Regions from separate parts of the Mus musculus genome. Here all the other regions are linked to region 1. A link is a contact called in public promoter capture Hi-C data. All regions are on one chromosome and are shown on one strand. The core of a region is the stretch at or near the end of the contact, and the rest is flanking DNA. Distances in the headings are between cores, read along the strand shown. Region 1 holds the start of Papola (poly (A) polymerase alpha). Region 2 holds the start of Hhipl1 (hedgehog interacting protein-like 1). Region 3 holds the start of Ddx24 (DEAD box helicase 24).

Region 1 (3,066 bases), core at 3-2,502:
GATGGGGAGGGAGCTTTAGGAGTGAAAGGAAGCCCTAAGTGCAGGGGACCTCCAAAAGCTTCTTTCTTTTTTTTTTTTTTTTTTTTTTTGGTTTTTCGAGACAGGGTTTCTCTGTGTAGCCCTGGCTGTCCTGGCACTCACTTTGTAGACCAGGCTGGCCTCGAACTCAGAAATCCGCCTGCCTCTGCCTCCCGAGTGCTGGGATTAAAGGCGTGCGCCACCACGCCCGGCCAAAAGCTTCTTTCAAGAAGCTATGAGAAGGAAAAGGAATAGTTGGGCCTTTCTAATGATTACTCAGAACAGAATGGTGAGTGTACCCAGCCAAACCCCGTAAGAAGTGTGCCAGGGGCTGGAAATTTTAGGAAGGAAAAATACATTATCTTAAGATGAACCCAGCATACTAGGAATGGCTCCTTTTTCTGAGTATGGTCCAGTAACCCGAACTTCACCTGCCCAACTGCATTAACTCTTCAGCACAGAGACAAGGTCATAGTCACACCCAGAAGTATATTCCAATCTATCACATAAAATTGGTAGTGGTGTTTCACACCTGTAATGTCAACACTCAGGAGGTGGAGGCAGGAGGATCAGAAACTAAGGGCTAGTAGCTTCATGGGAGCCTGTCTTATAAAACAAACAAGAACAACAACAACAACAACAACAAAAAACCCGCCAAAACCCCAAAGGTTACTGTCAATTTTATTAAATTATTGCCTTGGTCCGGAATCCCCTGCCCTGCACATTTGGCATGAGAAGCACAGGTCTGGGCAACACAGATGCAGAGGGTCATCGTCAGGGGAGGGGATCCACGGCCACACTTCTGGGACAGGCTCTGTACTGGGCTCTAACACATTTAAGTCCTCACTCACATCGATGTTTAAAAAGCAGTTCTCCCACGCAGCGGAGGTGCAACTGGCACCGAACAGCTCTCGGTTCCAGGCATCCCCCGCGCTTGGGCTGCCCCGCACGTGGCGCCCGCTTGGGCCGCGCCCCCTTCTCATCGCTGCCACGGCTGCGTCACTCTCATTCGCCAGGACGGCGTCGCCAAGCGAATGAACTACAGCCTCTCGCTCGGAGCCTCCCGCACCCATCCCACGCTCTACCACGAAAGCGTGAGATCACCGGGGGGGGGGGGGGGGGGGGGGAGGGGGAGAAGCGCCGCTTCACGCCGAGAACTACATTTCCCGTCAGGTCTTGCGGCGTCGCGCAGCGCGCGCGCAGGCGCGCGCTCGGTGTGCGTGGCGGCGTCAGCGGTTCTAGAACGTTGCTGTGGTAGCGCTCGGGCGCCATGTTAGGACGAAGGGGAAGGAGGAGAAGCGCTTAAAGCGGCGGGGCACGGGTGCAGGACTGGGTTGGCCCCGGGGCTGAGGTAGGCTGCCGTCCTTCCCGCCTCGGTGGATCATGCCCAGGACGGCAGCGGTCGCGGGGGGGAAGTGACTGGGCGGTGCCGGCGCCGGAGACGATGCCGTTGTAAGTGATTGGCGTGCTGAGTGAGGCGCACGCCGGCCGGGCCCCGGGGGTGGCGGAGGGGGAGGGGAGGCGCACGGGCGCCCCGGGCCGCGGCTTCCGGCCCCTCGGGCGCGGGGCCCCCGCAGGATCCCCAAGCGGAACGGCGCCCGGCGCGGACTGGCGGGCCGCGGCTCCCGGGTTCCTTCCTGTCCCGGTTTCACCATGGCGCCGTCCAGCCCCCTAGTTCCCCACTTCCGCTTCCCTCGGAGCGGGTGAGGAACCGGGGCCGGGAGGGAGCAGGCCGCGCTGGCGGCCCGGGGGCAGCTTCCGGAACGGCGGGCTGCGGGGCGGCGCCGTCCCTGCTTTGTTGTGACTAGGCAACCTGGCTTCGGCGCGCTACCTGATCGCTCCCGCCCTTGGGTCACTTGTGTTGTGATTGCGAGTGTACGCTTTGAGCTAATTCACTTAGGCCTTCTAATGTCGCTAGGTCTACTTTACACACTTGACCGTGATTTTTCTTTACTTAATTTCCCCCCTCCCCCCTTTTCTCCTAAGAAAGATATTTGGAAACCGGTTGTTGGGATTCGAAAGTAGATGAGGGTTTTATGTTCCAACTAACCTATCTTGGCGAAAAGGCTTTAGGTCGTGCGACTGCTTTTCTTCCAAACAAGAGAGGCAGTTTTGGACGTAGCCTCAATGTGACAGATCTAGGGTTGTACTTACTAATTTAAAAATGGATTTCATGCGCTTTTCTTTCTCACACACTAGCTTGCTAGCTTTACTCGACCCTGATGTTTAGTCCAGAGACCTGTCAGCTGTATTTCTGTAGTGATAACATTTGTTGGGCTTAATTAACCACAAAGTTCCCTTTGACTCCTTATTCATGGAACAAGGGTAAAGGAGCACGAGAATAGAATCTATAAAGATGTTTGGTGTTTTTCAGTGGGGTTCAAGTAGATGTGAGTGAGTGAGGTGTTGTCACATGATGACCTTGTATTAGCTCATCCAGACTTTTTTCTGATACATCAGTGCTTAAAAAAAGATATGGTTGCACACTCTAAAGGGAAGGCTTCGGATTAGAAATGTTATCTTGTGTCTGGGAGTGAAGGTAGGAGGGAGAGTACAGGTTTCCTGCAGTTTTTATTTCAGTGCACTTCTGAAAGTGGAACGGTACAAGGAGGCTGCATGAGCACCGCACATGTCCAGGTCTATGCTTGAAGTTCTTCAGTCTATTTCCTTTAGGTTTAAAAAAATGGAGCCAAGACAGATGGACATGCACATGACCCCTTTTTTTTGTGTGTTTCATGGGATTTGAACTCTATAGCCAGTTTCTTACAAGCTGTTCTATCTCCATCCAGAGTGTACTGGGACTTTTAATCCAGGGAAACCCAAGACTGCCTGGCTGAGGAGGACAGGCCTGCCTTCCTCCTCATTACTTTGTTTCTTGAGGGCTCTGTCCCTGAGCTCACCTCTCCATGGGACGCCTTGTTCTTCTGTGTGCCAGCATCACTTGCCATGATTTTTACTTTTGATCTTTTGAATTGAGATTTCCTGGATAGTTTGTGTTTGGTATCCAGTGTGGGTTTTGGTGTGCCTGTTAAATTTAGACAATGTAAG
Region 2 (3,066 bases), core at 315-2,814, 2.5 Mb after region 1:
TGGCTGTCTTTCCTCCCCCATGGTGAATCTCAAAGCCCTTTCTCCTGGAGAGTAAACCTGCTTTAGGGTCCTGACAGCCCCGCTTCCCTCTGCCCACCAGAACCATCAGGGGGCTTTGTTGGCCCTTCTCTGAGACCCTGGCAGGGTTCCTGGAGGTAAACTTGCAAGAGCTTAACCCCAAGACTGTGACACCCCTGGTTTCTCACTCTTATGCACATCTAGCCTCCAAGAATTTTCCCAAATGGTCTGCTACCGGTACCTTAATCTGGCTACCAGTCTGGGACAAGGACACAGTGACCAGGGGCTCTACTGTTGCCTGGCACTTTGTGTAGTCACTCAACTCCCGAGCTAAGGCTTTTCAGACTCCCATTCAGCTATGATCGGTTAAGCCTATAATAAACACTGCCTGGAATGGGGAGGAGGATGGAGTGGGATGTTCTTCCCCTGCTGTCTGTCCCCAACTATCTGACAGTGCCATCTCCCTGTCTCCCCCTCTCCCCCCTCGAGGGTCCAGCTGCAGCGGTTGGCCATAGCTTTTCTAACCACCTCCAACCATTCAGGGACTTTGTGGACCAACTGCTGCAACTACAAAACTCCGTGCTGTCTCATCGTCCCATGTGGATTCTCATCCTTGACGTCAGTTACACGTGCTTGCCCTTAAAGACTTAGAGATGAGATGTTTGCTCTTATATGGGGACTTTGACTCATAGCTGGCCCCCACCCCTACCCCATTTCAGGCTCCAACCACAGCCCTGTGGAATCTAAGCAACCCCAACCGCACTCAGCAACTGTGGCAGACTGACTGATACAGGGCTGTTCAAAGAGACAGCAGCAAGTGGGTATCATGTGAAGGCCACGTGGGAGTGTGCGTGACAGAACTGATGGAAAGAGTATTCCAGGAAGAAGCCGGTTCTGGGGTCTTCATAGACAAGTGCTAGGGGCTTTGACATGGTGGAATTCTGAGCCCATGGGATAGTGTCTATGTTCACTCTTGGGGTAAAGTTGAGACAAGAGATGCAGGAGGAGAGATGACGGACGAACAACCATCTAGGAGACACACCCATTAGGGCTTCCCACAGAACCCCACGGGTTCTGGGCTACGGGTAGAGAGTTCCACGGCCAGGGGAGGACAGAAGCCCTGGCAGGGCCAAAGATGGACTGACTGTGCGGTTGCGCCTGTTCCCTCCCACCCCCAGGCTCATGCTTCACTTCTTGTGAGGTCCCAGGCAACACCACCTGTCTTTTATGCCACACCTCCACATTTAAACACTGCTAAAGATCCTGTCTGGCTCAGTGGGAGGTGGGACCTAGGAGTCCCTGACTTGGGCTTTGGGGTTTCGTCTACTTGGCGGCTAGCGAGCACCTGAGAGAAGTGGAACTGTGAAACTGGGCAACCGGGGCTTCCCAGACGCCAGGTTTGGAAAGGCTGGGGCCAGAAGGAGGGGGCTGCCCGCAGAGGGGAGCTGCAGAGTGCCGTGATCCTCCAATCCTGCAGAGTGCTCCCAAGCAGAGGTGACCTCCAGCGAGGGGAGTCCCTGGACCCTAGGCCTGTAGGGCGAATCCACCGGTTTCCCGGTGATCTCCCGGGAGGGTGCAAGCAAGGCTGGAGGCGGGCGCTCAGGGCGCGGCCAGTGGCTCCTGGGGGGCGCATCGGCGGGGCTGGCTGGCCGGCCTTTGGCTGCTATTTCTGCAGACTGCCAGGAGAATGGCGGGACGGAGGGCTGTGGCCCGGATCGGGCCCGGGGCGCTGCTGGTTCTGCGCGCTCTGCTGGCCGCCGCGCACCCGCAGTGCTTGGACTTCAGGCCGCCCTTCCGGCCGCCGCAGCCGCTGAGCTTCTGCGCGCAGTACTCCGCCTTCGGCTGCTGCACCGCGGAGCAGGACGCGGCGCTGGCCCGGCGCTTCCGGGTCCTGGAGACCCGCATGGATGCCGGGGTGTGGGCGACGTGTGCCGGCTACGCTCTGGACCTGCTGTGCCAGGTGAGCGGGTGCACGGAGGCACGTGGAACACTAGTCGCTGGCGGCGGGGGCGGGGGCGGAGCAGGAATGGCATCCCCAGAAGGGCGATACTCAGGAGTGGGTCCCAGACTTGGAGGGGAATGACGACCCTACAGGCATGAGACTTAGGAATGGATCCTGAACTTTGGAGGTGATGGCAACCACAGGGGCAAGGGTCGGGAGCGGGTACCAGACTTTGGAGCTTGGGGGGTCCAAGAGGGAGTGACTTGGTATCAGGCGGGAAGACCTGGCTAGCTAGCTCTTGTCATTCATTTGCTTTGCAAAGATGTTGGGCTTTTTTTTTTTTTTTCCCTCGAGACAGGGTTTCTCTGTGTAGCCCTGGCTGTCCTGGAACTCACTCTGTAGACCAGGCTGGCCTTGAACTCAGAAATCCGCCTGCCTCTGTCTCCCAAGTGCTGGGAGACAGAGGCAACACCACTGCCCTGCTGATGTTGGGCCTTTTAGGAGCCTCAGTTCCTCTTAGAGACTCAAGACTCCTATTCTCTGGGACACCCTGGAAGCTCCCGCCCCCTCCCCCCTCCTCCAGTGCCCCACTGCAGAGAGTCCTATCTCTGTCAGGTACCAGGATGAAGTCTTTGCTAAGTCTAGGAAGGCAGGATGGGAAGATATGTAGCCAAATCTGAGGCATGACTTTGTCAGCAGTCTGGGGACTGCTTATTCCGATGAGGACTCTTCCACAGGCAGACTGAAAGGAGTAGTCTGAGAGCCCATTCCTCAGGGCCAGGATGCTTAAAGCACCCACCTTTCTTTTCAGCTACTGGTCTCCTCACCTGGTAGAGTCTCTCCCCAGATGAGTTACTCTCATCTCTCCTCTGATAGTGAAGCCCTTACTTCGATCCACGCTGAACTATCGCTTCCCTTATGTCGATGCGGAGTATCCTGCCTGACTGATCTGATTGCAGGAATGCCAGCCAGCCAGCCAGCCAGGGAAACCCCAAGGCGGGCCCAACCTAGGTCTGTAAGGTGAAGGATTCACGAATAGAAACCGCCCTCCAACCCCTGCCAGACAGTACGAAGTTCAGATCCCAGCCAGCAGGGGGCAACCTGCA
Region 3 (3,066 bases), core at 147-2,646, 2.4 Mb before region 1:
CCAGGTCATCCATCTGTCCATCTGCAAACAGATTCGGGTCGATCGTCACTTGCTTCCATTTCCCCACAATCTTGATGCCCTTCCTCTGGAACGTGCCACGGCTTGCCAACTTTGGCTTTGAGTTTGTCTCCTTCACCTTCATGGTTGCTGAAAAGAAATGTTCTTCTGGGTTAGTGACTGTGGGGTACAGGCTCTAGGGCAACACACGCTTTCCTAAAACGTACTAGACCCTGCAAACAGCCAAGGACACAGAGATGGCTTAACTTACATAGAGGAGATGCTCAAATCCAGAAAATGAAACACACCCACAGAATAGGTAGTTTGGCTTGGAGCAGAGGGGACACAGGCAGTAAAGGACACATGAGCTATCTCTGGTTAGGATCCTAGCTCCAACACTTACTTTGTATGCAACCCCCACCCACCCACCTCCTCTCAGAATTTAGTGTTACAATCTTTCTAAATGAGAAGGGTGTGATAATATCTAATAATAACTAATTTTACACTGTACACAAAATAAGTATCAAAAGAGGCTTGATAAGCCATTTTGAACACGGAGTAAGAATCTGAGATACGGCGTGCTTTTTTCCCTGGTAGAACAAGACAAGTGCCATTTCCATCATCTTGGCCTTGGCCAGATAGGTTGAAACACGTCAAGTCCTAGGTTCCACCCCCCCTAGCACTGCGTAAAACCGTACATAGCCGGTATCCTGCCCTCAGGAATGGAGATGGAAGATCAGGAGCTCAAAGCCAGCCTTGGCTACACAAGACCCTGTCTTTAAAGTCTGAGTATGCACGACTCATCTGTGTGGAAGTGGCGCTACATGGGTCCTCTCTAAATGAAAAGGGACATTGTGGAGAGAGTAAGGCAAAACTCGATTCAAATCTGGATCCTGCTCGGTGTTTGCTGCACATCTCTGTGCCTCAGTCTCCTTATCTACAAATTGAGGATAATGAGATATTTATCGCACTGGGTCCTCATCTGAATACGAAATAGTGACGCACGTCAAAAACCGCTTAACATGGCGTCTGTGAGGATGGCATGGGACGCACGGCGACCCCCCGACCCCCGCCGCACCTCGGCCCCACCTTGACAAGGTGAAGGGAACGTCACTAGAAATAGGGCGCGGGGGAGTGACCTGTGCCTTCTGCCAGAGTCCCACGAGGGCTTCAAGGGAGGTTGCCGGGCCTTGATGCCCACAGCAAAGCATGAGCCACCGGCAACCAAGGTTGTGGGGACACCGGTGAGCCACGATGCTTCGAAGACACCGGGGAGCCCCTCCGCAGCCGGCCAGGGCCTGCTCCGCTCCGAACCCACAAAGAGCACTCACCGCCGCAGTCACCTCACACGCCGGGCCGTTTGCGCCAACCCGACCCGGAACTGCAGCAGCTTCAGTACTGCAGTTCCGGGGCGGAGCTCCGGGCACGCGTGCGCGCTAAGGAAGGAAGTTCCGCCTCTGTGCGGAAGCGTCTATCTGATTGGCACTCTCTCAGGACTTTGGCTGGAACTCGGAGGACTGAGCTGGGGGGCGGGCCCTGTGTGGCCTAGGTTACGCTTCCTGTTTATGGTTTAGGCAATGTTTCGGAGCTCCTTCCTGGACGCTAGGGAGCGCAAGCGCCCGGGTAATCGCTGTCTGGTTTGTGTGCAGTAGCTGTCCCACATGCATGAGTAACTGACTACCTGGAGCCTTAAAACATTTCCTTACCTAATTTATAAACCACCTAACCCTGGGTTGAAAGAGCCATGTTCTCCAGTTCGTAGTGCCTTTCCTACTGCACAGAGCTGGTCACGATACATTTGCCTGTTTAGTTTGATTGTTTTTTGATGTTTGTGCTGGAGATTTAAACTAGTCTTAGAGGCTGTATAGATGGCTCAGAGGTTAAGAGCACTGACTGCTCTTCCAGAGGTCCTGAGTTCAATTCCCAGCAACCACATGGTGGCTCACAACCATCTATAATAGGATCCAATGTATTCTTCTAGTGTGTCTGAAGACAGCTGCAATGTACTCATATAAATTAAAAAAATAAATAAACTAGTCTTCCATGCATATGGAAGCACGCTTCCCACTGAGCCATCTCCGAAGACCTGAAAATGTATTCTTTTATATCTTAACTTAGATCAGTTTTTTTTTTTCCGTGTCAGCATTATGAGATACACACCTAACACTGAATTAGATAACAGAGTGTTGTCATTGGCAAGGGACTTTCACCAAGACGCCAAAAGGATAGACAAGAGCAAAAAGAGATGCATGAAATTTTTATGAAAACAAAAATGCTTCCGCACACCACCCTGAATAGAGAGGGGAAAAAAGGCGGGCTGGAGAGTTGGCTCAGTGGTTACAAGCACAGACTGCTCTTCCGAGGGATCTGTGTTCAGTTCCCAGCACCCATATAGCAACTCACAACCATCCATAATTCCTGACCAGAGGATCTGATGCCCCCTTCTGGCCTCAGTGGGTGCTGCAAACACGTGGTGCACAGACATACACCTAAAAACGTAAAAGAGATATCTTGTTAAAAAGAATAAAGGAGGGGCTGGTGAGATGGCTCAGCAGGTAGCGCACTGACTGCTCATCCTAAGGTCCTGAGTTCAAATTCAAGCAGCCACATGGTGGCCCACAAACACTGGTAATGAGATCTGACGCCTGCTTCTGGCATGTCTGAAGACAGCCACAGTGTACTTATTTATAATAATAAACCTTTGGGAGGGAGCAAGCAAAGCAAGGGGAGTTGACCAGAGCAAGCAGGAGTCCTAAAAAAAATTCAATTCCTAACAACCACATGAAAGCTCACAAACAATTGTACAGCTAAGTGTACTCATATACATGAAATAAAATAAATCTTTTTTAAAAAAGAGTAAAGGAAATCCTACAAACTACACATCTGAATGTGGTTAATAAAGCAGGAAATACAGAATTCAGAAACTCAATTGTAAAAGGATATGCTTACAAAATGGGCAATAAACCAAAATAAGCATTTCTTAAAAGGTACAAGAAAAAAATGCTCAGGGAGCCACTAGTCAATTGGATAATGCAAACTAGAGCCACAGGTAGACATGGCCTCACTGCA

The links. Promoter capture Hi-C pulls out the DNA fragments that hold promoters and counts their contacts. Capture Hi-C pulls out chosen DNA fragments and counts their contacts.
Region 2: a contact with region 1 is called in a promoter capture Hi-C map of liver, with 5 times the contacts expected there. The contact joins the promoter of Hhipl1 here to the promoter of Papola in region 1. A contact is called at or near these places in 7 of 39 promoter capture datasets (cranial neural crest, frontonasal cranial neural crest, hippocampal neurons and 3 more) and 1 of 115 datasets of contacts at active chromatin or transcription factors (large pre-B cells).
Region 3: a contact with region 1 is called in a promoter capture Hi-C map of liver, with 2.6 times the contacts expected there. The contact joins the promoter of Ddx24 here to the promoter of Papola in region 1. A contact is called at or near these places in 4 of 39 promoter capture datasets (the 3T3-L1 cell line, cranial neural crest, liver and 1 more) and 2 of 9 other capture datasets (adipose tissue and liver).

What each region holds. Positions count from the first base shown.
Region 1 is chr12:105,783,445-105,786,510 of GRCm38.p6, forward strand. It overlaps Papola (poly (A) polymerase alpha), which reads left to right and starts at 1,253. Exons shown (of 22, transcript NM_011112.4): 1 at 1,253-1,470. The coding sequence starts at 1,463.
Region 2 is chr12:108,304,706-108,307,771 of GRCm38.p6, forward strand. Hhipl1 (hedgehog interacting protein-like 1) reads left to right here and starts at 1,565. Exons shown (of 9, transcript NM_001044380.1): 1 at 1,565-1,978. The coding sequence starts at 1,706.
Region 3 is chr12:103,424,451-103,427,516 of GRCm38.p6, forward strand. It overlaps Ddx24 (DEAD box helicase 24), which reads right to left and starts at 1,397. Exons shown (of 9, transcript NM_020494.4): 1 at 1,329-1,397; 2 at 1-147. The coding sequence starts at 142.